Linked DNA regions of Mus musculus: region 1 is linked to region 2. A link is a contact called in public Hi-C data. All regions are on one chromosome and are shown on one strand. The core of a region is the stretch at or near the end of the contact, and the rest is flanking DNA. Distances in the headings are between cores, read along the strand shown. Region 1 overlaps Ranbp17 (RAN binding protein 17). Region 2 holds the start of Tlx3 (T cell leukemia, homeobox 3).

Evidence for each region. Hi-C and Micro-C count contacts between places; a contact is called where the count stands out from the background.
Region 1: a Hi-C map of cerebellum shows a contact between it and region 2, with 1.8 times the contacts expected there. The contact joins the enhancer-like site here to the promoter of Tlx3 in region 2. A contact is called at or near these places in 2 of 484 Hi-C or Micro-C datasets (cerebellar granule neurons and cerebellum), 3 of 115 datasets of contacts at active chromatin or transcription factors (embryonic hindbrain, embryonic stem cells and neural tube) and 3 of 9 other capture datasets (adipose tissue, embryonic stem cells and liver).

The regions. Positions count from the first base shown.
Region 1 is chr11:33,334,774-33,338,917 of GRCm38.p6, forward strand. All of the region lies in intron 14 of Ranbp17 (RAN binding protein 17), which reads right to left. Among named protein-coding and RNA genes, the nearest start is that of Tlx3, 130 kb to the left of the region's middle. Within about 2 kb of position 1,863, at least 14 of the 459 cell types and tissues checked have an H3K27ac peak or open chromatin away from gene starts, as enhancers often do. A contact at or near this core is called in cerebellar granule neurons, cerebellum and neural tube, where this site is marked.
Region 2 is chr11:33,201,050-33,205,206 of GRCm38.p6, forward strand. It overlaps Tlx3 (T cell leukemia, homeobox 3), which reads right to left and starts at 2,539. Exons shown (of 3, transcript NM_019916.2): 1 at 1,990-2,539; 2 at 1,380-1,623; 3 at 1-440. The coding sequence starts at 2,410. The coding sequence ends at 230.

The DNA.
Region 1 (4,144 bases), core at 613-3,112, 130 kb after region 2:
ATGAAATTTATTAGAAATGTCAGAAATTGTCATTACAGTTTGAGAATACATGTTCCTAAAAAAATCATTTTAATAAATTCTTGTTATTTTATTGCAAGGGTTCTTTTAAAATTCAGGTACGAGCATTTGCACGTGAATATACTACTTCAGAGGTGCAATGCACGGCCAACTTCTGACCTCATCTAATGGGGGATGTTACTTGTGCTCTTACAGGTAGACAGCTTCAATCATCCTTTCATTTTTTGGCTTTCCTCAATAATCTTATATACAATTTTTCAAAGGAGTCAAATTAGACAACCAGAAAAGGAAATCAACAGAAAATCTTCAACAAGCTAGTTGGCTTTGATTTAACAAAGAGTAAAGTAAAGCCTACGCTGATTTGCACACTGCCCCACCCCCAGTCTGGTGCTTGCAATTGGGTGTCTGCTGCATTCTGATTATAAGTTGCAAGAAGCTAATTATGTCAATCCTTACATCTGAAGTAGATTATAGAACTGGGAAACCCAGAATGTTAGTTCCTAGAGGTTGATGGATATAATGATAGTCACAGAGATTCAATAACAGCTCTCTGTGAGATGTACTCAGAGGCACCACATGAAACAAATTAGAAACAATGAGAATCTCTCATTGTGTGCAAATACAAGAATAAAAGAAACCCAGTTCTGTAGGTTTTCATATGAGCTGTTATAATGAATTAAGATTTTTGGATAATGAATTTTCAGAAAATTACAGGGAGTTAATACATGTAGGCACTCTATAGATGCTTAAGATGTTATAACATCTCAAAGGCATTAGCATATTGTGCACAGTACTGTGGAAATCAACCACAGACTCCTGCCGTCAGGTGACATACCTTCTTTGAACCACCTAATTCTCATAAACTTACATCAAATAAAATGAAATTGGTAAGATAACCCACCCCCAATTGGATTTTAAAGCACTATCTTAATTTACTGTAGTGACTTTGACTTATCAGCTAAGGCTCGGACTTGTAACTTGAAAAACCTGTGCTCATGGTACCCACATGGAGACAGCGCCCCACACAGGACGGTTCCTGTTCCATAAAGTTGACTGGAGTATGGAGTCAGTACTCATGTGACAAAGCCACCAGTACTACTTAGGAAAGGATTTGGAACTTTGCCATGGAACTGTATATTATAAATAAGAAAGCAATGTCCATAATTTCTGTCTTGTAGTCAATTCAGTCCTCTCTATAAGAGGACTCTGTTAAAATGGAAGGAGTTGGTAGCAGACTGAGGTGGAGTAGAGTGACCTAATACAGCATTTCATTGACATTTGGAGCTGACTAAAACAGGAACATTATAATAAACGTATCATTATAGCAAGAAGTTAATGGTACAAACATCATTGCTGCATATTAAATATGTACCCATAGTGATATTGAATAAGCTCTATATTAATCTTAGCTAACCTTGCCATAGCATTTAACACAAAATTAATAAATATAGGATTGAAATTAGAACAAAGAAATCCTTTGGCAGAATTTAATTTAAAACCATAGTTTAAGTTGTAAACTACGTAGCAATGGCAGAGCAAGCTGCTGCCTGGGTCAGAAGACCTGAAAGTATCTGTCAGAGTAAAGCCAGTGAGGAAGTGTCATATGAATGTTAAATTTGTACTGCAACAAGACTATCTGAACTCACCATCTGTGGTGACCACCTTCCTAAGGGGACATGGATCTAGGAAATCGCTTAAGAAGCATTCCCAATCTGCTTGAATAACCTATTGTATAAGGAAACTTGGAGCAAGCACTCTGGCCTCACATTCCCTTTGCTTCACATCCTGTGGCAGAGCATGAGCTCAGCAGGCTGGGGTGCAGGGTTGCCTGCTGCTTGTGATAATCCCCTCTCCCAGTAGGGGCCTCCACTGATGCATGGCTAAGAACTCGCTTCCTCTTTTGCTTGCATCCCAGTGGGGTTTCCATTCCTGACATGGGCCCAAATCCAGACTGATAAACGAAGGTGGAAAAGTTAAGAGAGGTCCAGATGCTGCCAGCGATTTTCCCAGATACATTTCTAGCCAGTCATTTACTGGGCAGAGAAGTACATATCGGTCACGTGAAAATGAGCAAGACTGGTAAATTTGGAGAGTCTATCCTTTCCACCCCCACAACCAGAGCTAAAGTCTAACTACCACCTGTTCAACAGAATCTGGCTGTTTGCCTCTCCTTCCTTCAGGGAGCCACTGACTAAGGATCTTCACCAGCATGAACCTAATGCCTCCCGACAGGCTGTCCCTAGCCAAGAGGGACCCGGGTGGAGTGCACCAGTTATTGGTCACAGGATACACAGCTCATAGAGACTCCTGTGGTGCAGCCAGCTGAAAGCCAACCAGAGAAGATGAAGAGTACATTTGTCCTGACACAGCTTTGCTCTTGCTGGCTGCCAACTCACTCCATGTCTAAAGCCAAGCTTCTGTTACAACAGTCTTCTATGGATAAAGCCACGCTAAAATTCTAGGTATTGTTTTTCCAAACCCATTGAAAAAAATTACAAACAATGTTATGGCAAAAGAATAATGCTTGCTGGAATGTTTGAGACCATGGATTGAATGAGGCATTTTAGCCATTTACAGGTTTACTTATAATTTTGTATTATAACAAAATCTTTTATCACTAAGCCTATAGGGAAGTATGGTTAGATTTTAAAGGAAAAAAATGACTGTATAGAGTTTGTGAGAGGATGAAGGCAGAGGAGAGGAACTGGGAAGCAAAGCATTTTGTGTATTCCTCATGCTTCTAGAAGATGTCAGCCAGAAATGCATTTTGGCGCAGGTGTACCCTTTTACTGTCTAGTAAAACTTACCCTCTCAGGTATTAGGACTCAGAAATACGAGAATCAAGAATCCTAGGTGGCTTTCACAGTGGCTACATACAGTCTTTATAGTTGGTCCCACTAATGAGGTGAGTACTGACTCTAGGCTCTAGGACCTATACACTAGGAGGCTGGAGCATATAGAAAGGAGTCAGGTCAACGCAGTGCTCCCCACCTCAGTAAGCTGAAATGTCAGGAGACAGGCATACAGATGGCTGAGCCCATCACCGTGACCAACTCAACTCACCTTAACTATTTTCCAAGCCTTCTCTGGAACTCTGGAAACATCATTCTTCGGGCGTACAACCTAAAAAGTACAGAGTTTATGGACCTGCCACCTGATGTCAGATACAAGAGAAGAGCAGTAAGCCTTCCCAATTTCAGGTACAAGGAAAAAAATGGCTCAGAAGTCTATTGCTGTCACTTAAAATATTTTTGATTTTCATTCTGTAGCCTAGTGGAATGGTGAAGTAATTTCTAAACTCTGAATATGATGATATGAATTACCATGGGTTTTTTTTTGCAGTAGGATAACTCAAAAGTAACCAAAAAAAAATCAAAATTATTCAGGGCTAGCTCTAAAAAAGGAACAAACAAAGGTGGCAGACCTACTTAAGGGATCATTAAATACGGACTGCTGTCTTCCAGGATGTCCCTGAACTGAGGGATAGGACACGTGCAGCTAATGGTGTTGGTAGCCACATCACCTCCCAATGGCCAGAACCACATTTAAAACCAACAAACTCAATTGTTAAAGCATTCAAAAAGAAAGGTAAATTATAGAATCATAGTGAATCTTCTGCACTTGATCCAATTCGTGTATACACCCAATCCTCTAAAAAAGTGTATCTCCTTATAGTTGTAGTGGGTCTACGACAATTACTCAGAAGCAATCTCTGCTTTTTAGCATCTTTATTTTATTTCCATGATTCTCTTATTTTTATTTACATATTCTCTCTCTAAAACCATGTCCCACTGCCTATATTTAAAAACAGCGTCTGTAACTCCCTTCCTCCTATTAAGAGACACTTAATTCTTTGTCCTTTATGTGTGGGAGGAAATCTGTGACATGGTAAGGAATGAAATAATAATCCAGAAATGACAATCTTCAGTGACATTCACATTTTTCCATTGGGTGAAGTATGCTTTTTGTTTTTAGATGGAGGTTCAAGTGGACAAAGTGGGTCTTGAACTTGCTATGTAGTGGATATAAACTGATTCTTGGATTATAGACATGTATCACCATGGCTGGTTTTATGTGGTGCCAGGGGCTCACGTTCAGGGCTTTCTCATGCTGGCAAGTGTTATAT
Region 2 (4,157 bases), core at 1,289-3,788:
CGGGCCTGGGGCGGGACGGGGCGCGGGGCGGGGGGCTTGGATTGTGCAGCCGCGAGGACCTGGGCCCAGCCCCTCTCCGCGGCCGGCGCTGTGCGGCGCGCCCCAAGACCCACGCGAGTCGGGCCGCCCTACCCTTCTCGGCCCAGCTTCCCTTCCCAGCCCGGCTGGGGGACCCGGACGCCCCGCCTGGTGGGGGCAGCGATCCGTAGCTACGTTGCACGCCGGTGGCTCACACCAGAGAGGTGACAGCGGGGACCTTGGAACTGTCCTCCTCCCAGGGCTGCAGATTCTGCAGAGCAAAGAGCGACGAGTTGTGCAGACAGAGCGGGTCGGGCTGGATGGAATCGTTGAGGCTCTTCTGGAAGGCGTCGTGTTGCAGCTGTAGCATGAGCCGGCTCGCCTGCTGCCGCTCCGCCTCCCGCTCCTCCGCCGTCTGCCGCCTGCACCCGGGGAGGGAGAGGGACAGCACCGTCACGCACTGGGGTTTGCTAGGCCACCAGCGGGCCCCAGCCCTCCCGGGAACAGAGCCTCCCGGCCCCTCGAGGCGAAGCCGCCTGCGGCCCGCACACACTTGCCCCGAGGTCCGCGGGGCAGGAGGACGGGTGGAACCATTGGGTTTTGTTTGTGCACCCCGGGGGCGCTGGGAAGGCACTCTGCCCGCCCGTCCACCTGCACACCCGGATTTTGTGGCCTTGTCAACAATAAATCTTGTTTTGTGTGTGTGTGTGTGTGTGTGTGTGTGTGTGTTTTGTTACCCCCTGCGGGATAAGAGCGGCAGGGCAGTGTATAACTGACTTGGTCCTGCGGCCAATGGGGTCACTTGTGCCCACGGGTGGACTGGCGGGCTGTGCACCACCAGCTGGGCGACACTTGACGGGGTGTCTACCAGGCACTATCTTGAAGCCCTCTCTAGAACATAGAGCTTCTTCGTCGTTTACGGGTTGGATGGAAGCAAAGATAGTATTAAAAAGAAAAAAAGGAAAAGAAAAAAGCAGAGTTGGAGAGAGGACCCTAAAACAGCCCTGGCCATCAATCCGAAATCCGAGTGGGTGGGCTAGAATGAGAGAGGGAGGAGAGTGTGGGAGGCCCGGGGTGTGTGTGGTGGGGGGCAGGTGGGAGGAACCCAAACGAGCAAAGGAGGCGAAACAAAACACTGGCGAGATGGGCCTGAAAATGGAGACGCCGAGGCGTGGGAGAGATGGCGAGAGGGATACAGGTCGGTGGGAAGAAAGGACAACAAATCTGTAAAAGAAGGGCGATGCATGGTCCAGGGGGCGCGGGTAGGAGCTAGCACAGGAGAGGGCGTGATGCTGGACTGCCGCGCAGGGCGGGGCAGGTGCAGGGCAGGTGCGTGGTGGGCCGGGCCGGGCCTCTCTCACCGCCACTTGGTCCTCCGATTTTGGAACCAGGTCTTGACCTGCGCGTCCGTCATTTTGAGGGACTTTGCGAGCGCCGCCCTCTCGGCCGAGGCCAGGTACTTTTGGCGATGGAAGCGCTTTTCCAGCTCACAGATCTGCACCCGGGAAAAGGACGTGCGCGGCTTCTTACGCTTGGGTGGCGTCCGGTTCTGGTAGGGGTGGCCAATGCGCCGGGTCACGGTGAAGGGCGTGAGCGCGGCCGCCGCTGCAGAGACACATGAGGCCCCTTGAAGCCCAGCCCTACCACCGTTCGGGCCACACGTGGAGCCCCGTGGGACACAGTGCTCCGCTATTTCGCTCGTCCCGCGAGTCCCCTCCGCAGCTTCAAGCCAGGCAGGGACGCCCCCCCCCCTTTCCCTGGGACGTTGGTTTCTTTCCCCCCTCCCCCGACCCATAACTCTCCGATTTACCTTCAACCTCCCCCCACCCATAGCCGCCCCGAGCTCTGGGTGCCGAGGCCTCCGCCACGCCTGGGCCTCTGGAATCGATCCTGGGAGTGGGGTGCACAGGGCGCGGCGCCCCTGGCCCCGGGAGAGCCGAGGCCTGGCTCCTGGTGGTTCGCTCTGCTCACCTGTGAAGCGGTCCTTTACAAAGCGGCGACTGCTCTCCATCCAGGGGAAATTGAGGCCGCCTAGGCTGGAGACCGTGGGCACCGAGGGCATAGCGGGCAGCGCGCTAGGCAGAGGCGGCGGCACGGCCCCAGGGAGCGGCCTGTGCGCTGGCACCCGGATCACGCCGGCGGGGGCCAAGCTTAGGTTGACACTGTAAGATCCCGCGTCCTCGAAGGGCGCGCCGAGGCCCGCAAAGGAGGCGGGCAGAGACGGGTACGCGGCGCCCGGACGGCCCCCGGGGGGCCCTCCCAGGTAGCTGGCGCCGTCGGGGCCCCGCGGGGCGGGCGCGCTGTCCTGGTCCGGGCTGTTGAGGATTTGGTCGATGCCGAAGCTGATGGGCTCGTGCGGGTGTGGGGTCTGCGCGCTGGCGGGCGCCTCCATCCTGGGCGGGCGGAAGGGCTGGGCTGGGCTGGGCGGGGAGGCTGCTGGGTCCCCGTTACGGCGCGGCCATGGAGCGCCCGGCGCCTCCAGTCGCACTGAAACTTTGCCAAGAGTGCGCGGGCCCGACAGGCTCTGTGTCATCTTTCTTGAACCGAACCTGGAGTTTCCGCTGCTAATTCCTCTCCCGCCGCAGCCATTGGCTGCGATCAACAAGCCTCTCTTCTCTCATTGGCTCCCGGCTTTCAATAAAGGCCTAATTCATGGAAATAGGAGCTTAGGGACTGTTCCAAGGTGACATCATTTTAACAAACGAACAATAGGTCAAATTTATTAGCCGGGATAATGGGCGGCGGATATTAGCGCCCGAACCGCAGCTTCTCAAACCCGAAATCTAACGAAGCTGCAATTAGCAGACGCTCCCCGCTCCGGGCTCGGCCGTTTCCCGCCGCCGCACCCGCCCGTAGGCGCTGCTGGGGAAATGGCCTTTTGCCGCGGGGGTTTTCGTTGTCTTCTAAATATTTTCATCTGCGTAAACCCCAAACAAAATGAATCTTCAGCCACAGCAGAGATGCAACCCAAGAACGGTCCTACGAAATCTGCGGAAGCCTATCGGGCCGTTCGCCCTCCTTCGGAGCAACGAAAGCGTAGCATTGTGGGGTGCAAGCTCGGCGCTGTCCACCCGTGGAACAAGGGGAGCACCGGAGCGTTCTCCACGCCACCTAGGACACCGACCCGCGTGGGGAGAATTTGTCCTCGCCCGGGCTTCCAACGAGGCGTCGCGGGCACTTTGGAGATGCTTCCTGGTCCCAGCCAGGAGGACTGAGCGGTGACTAGCAGGTGCCCACGCGTACGGGCCCGGTTGGACTAGGGACCCGAGGTCAACTGGTGGGGAACTGGGATTCAGCCCCTTGAAATTCGTTGCGGGATAGTTAGGGCCATGGTCGCTGGTTTGGGACCCCTCCGAGGTGCAGCAGGTTTGGGGACCTCAGTCGTTAGTGGCACATAAGGGGGCGGTTCCCATCTAGAGCAGATGGAGAAATTTCCTTTGGAAATTTGAGCAGCGAGCTCCTACCGGCTGCAGTTCAGTCCAGACGCTGACCACCCTAGGATCTGCTGTCGCCTTCGGGACTGTCCACACTAGCCCGGTAACACCGTGGCCAGCACCACATGGGGAGTGGTCACCTTTCTCTCGGTCTGGGTGAGACCCAGAGTCATTTCTTAGCGGCCGATTGTAAAGTCGTTGGCTGTAAACTCTGAGCGCTACACTCGCGGCAAGGCCTCTTCCTCTGGTTTCCTGACTATGAAAGCCCCAAGCCATGTCTGTGATGTTGGTCAGAAGTTGTGTGTAGGTTTGGGCGGGCCACTTTATAGCTCAGTAAGTTTGAAATTCATTTGAGACTTTAGGTTTTTATTTGTAAAATGGGGCAAAGCGTGCACTGTGTATTCGAGCACTGTGAGAGAGATATTGAGAGTGCTAAGAGCATAGAGCCCTACACTTAGTAGGTACAGCACATCGCTCGGCTCCCTTCCCACCCCCACACCCAGCATATGTTTATGGTAGGTGGTAAGTGTTCATTTTGTTGGTAGTTTTTTATTTGCAGAGGTATCTTGGACAGGTGGATTTCTTCCCCAGTGGGGTCAGAGCACAGGCAGGAGGCAGCAGGGGCTTGATTCCCTAGTCAGTCTCCTTGCTCTCAACAATCAGGATGACTCAGGCTCTAGTGGGCAGTTAGGTCACCTGCCAGTT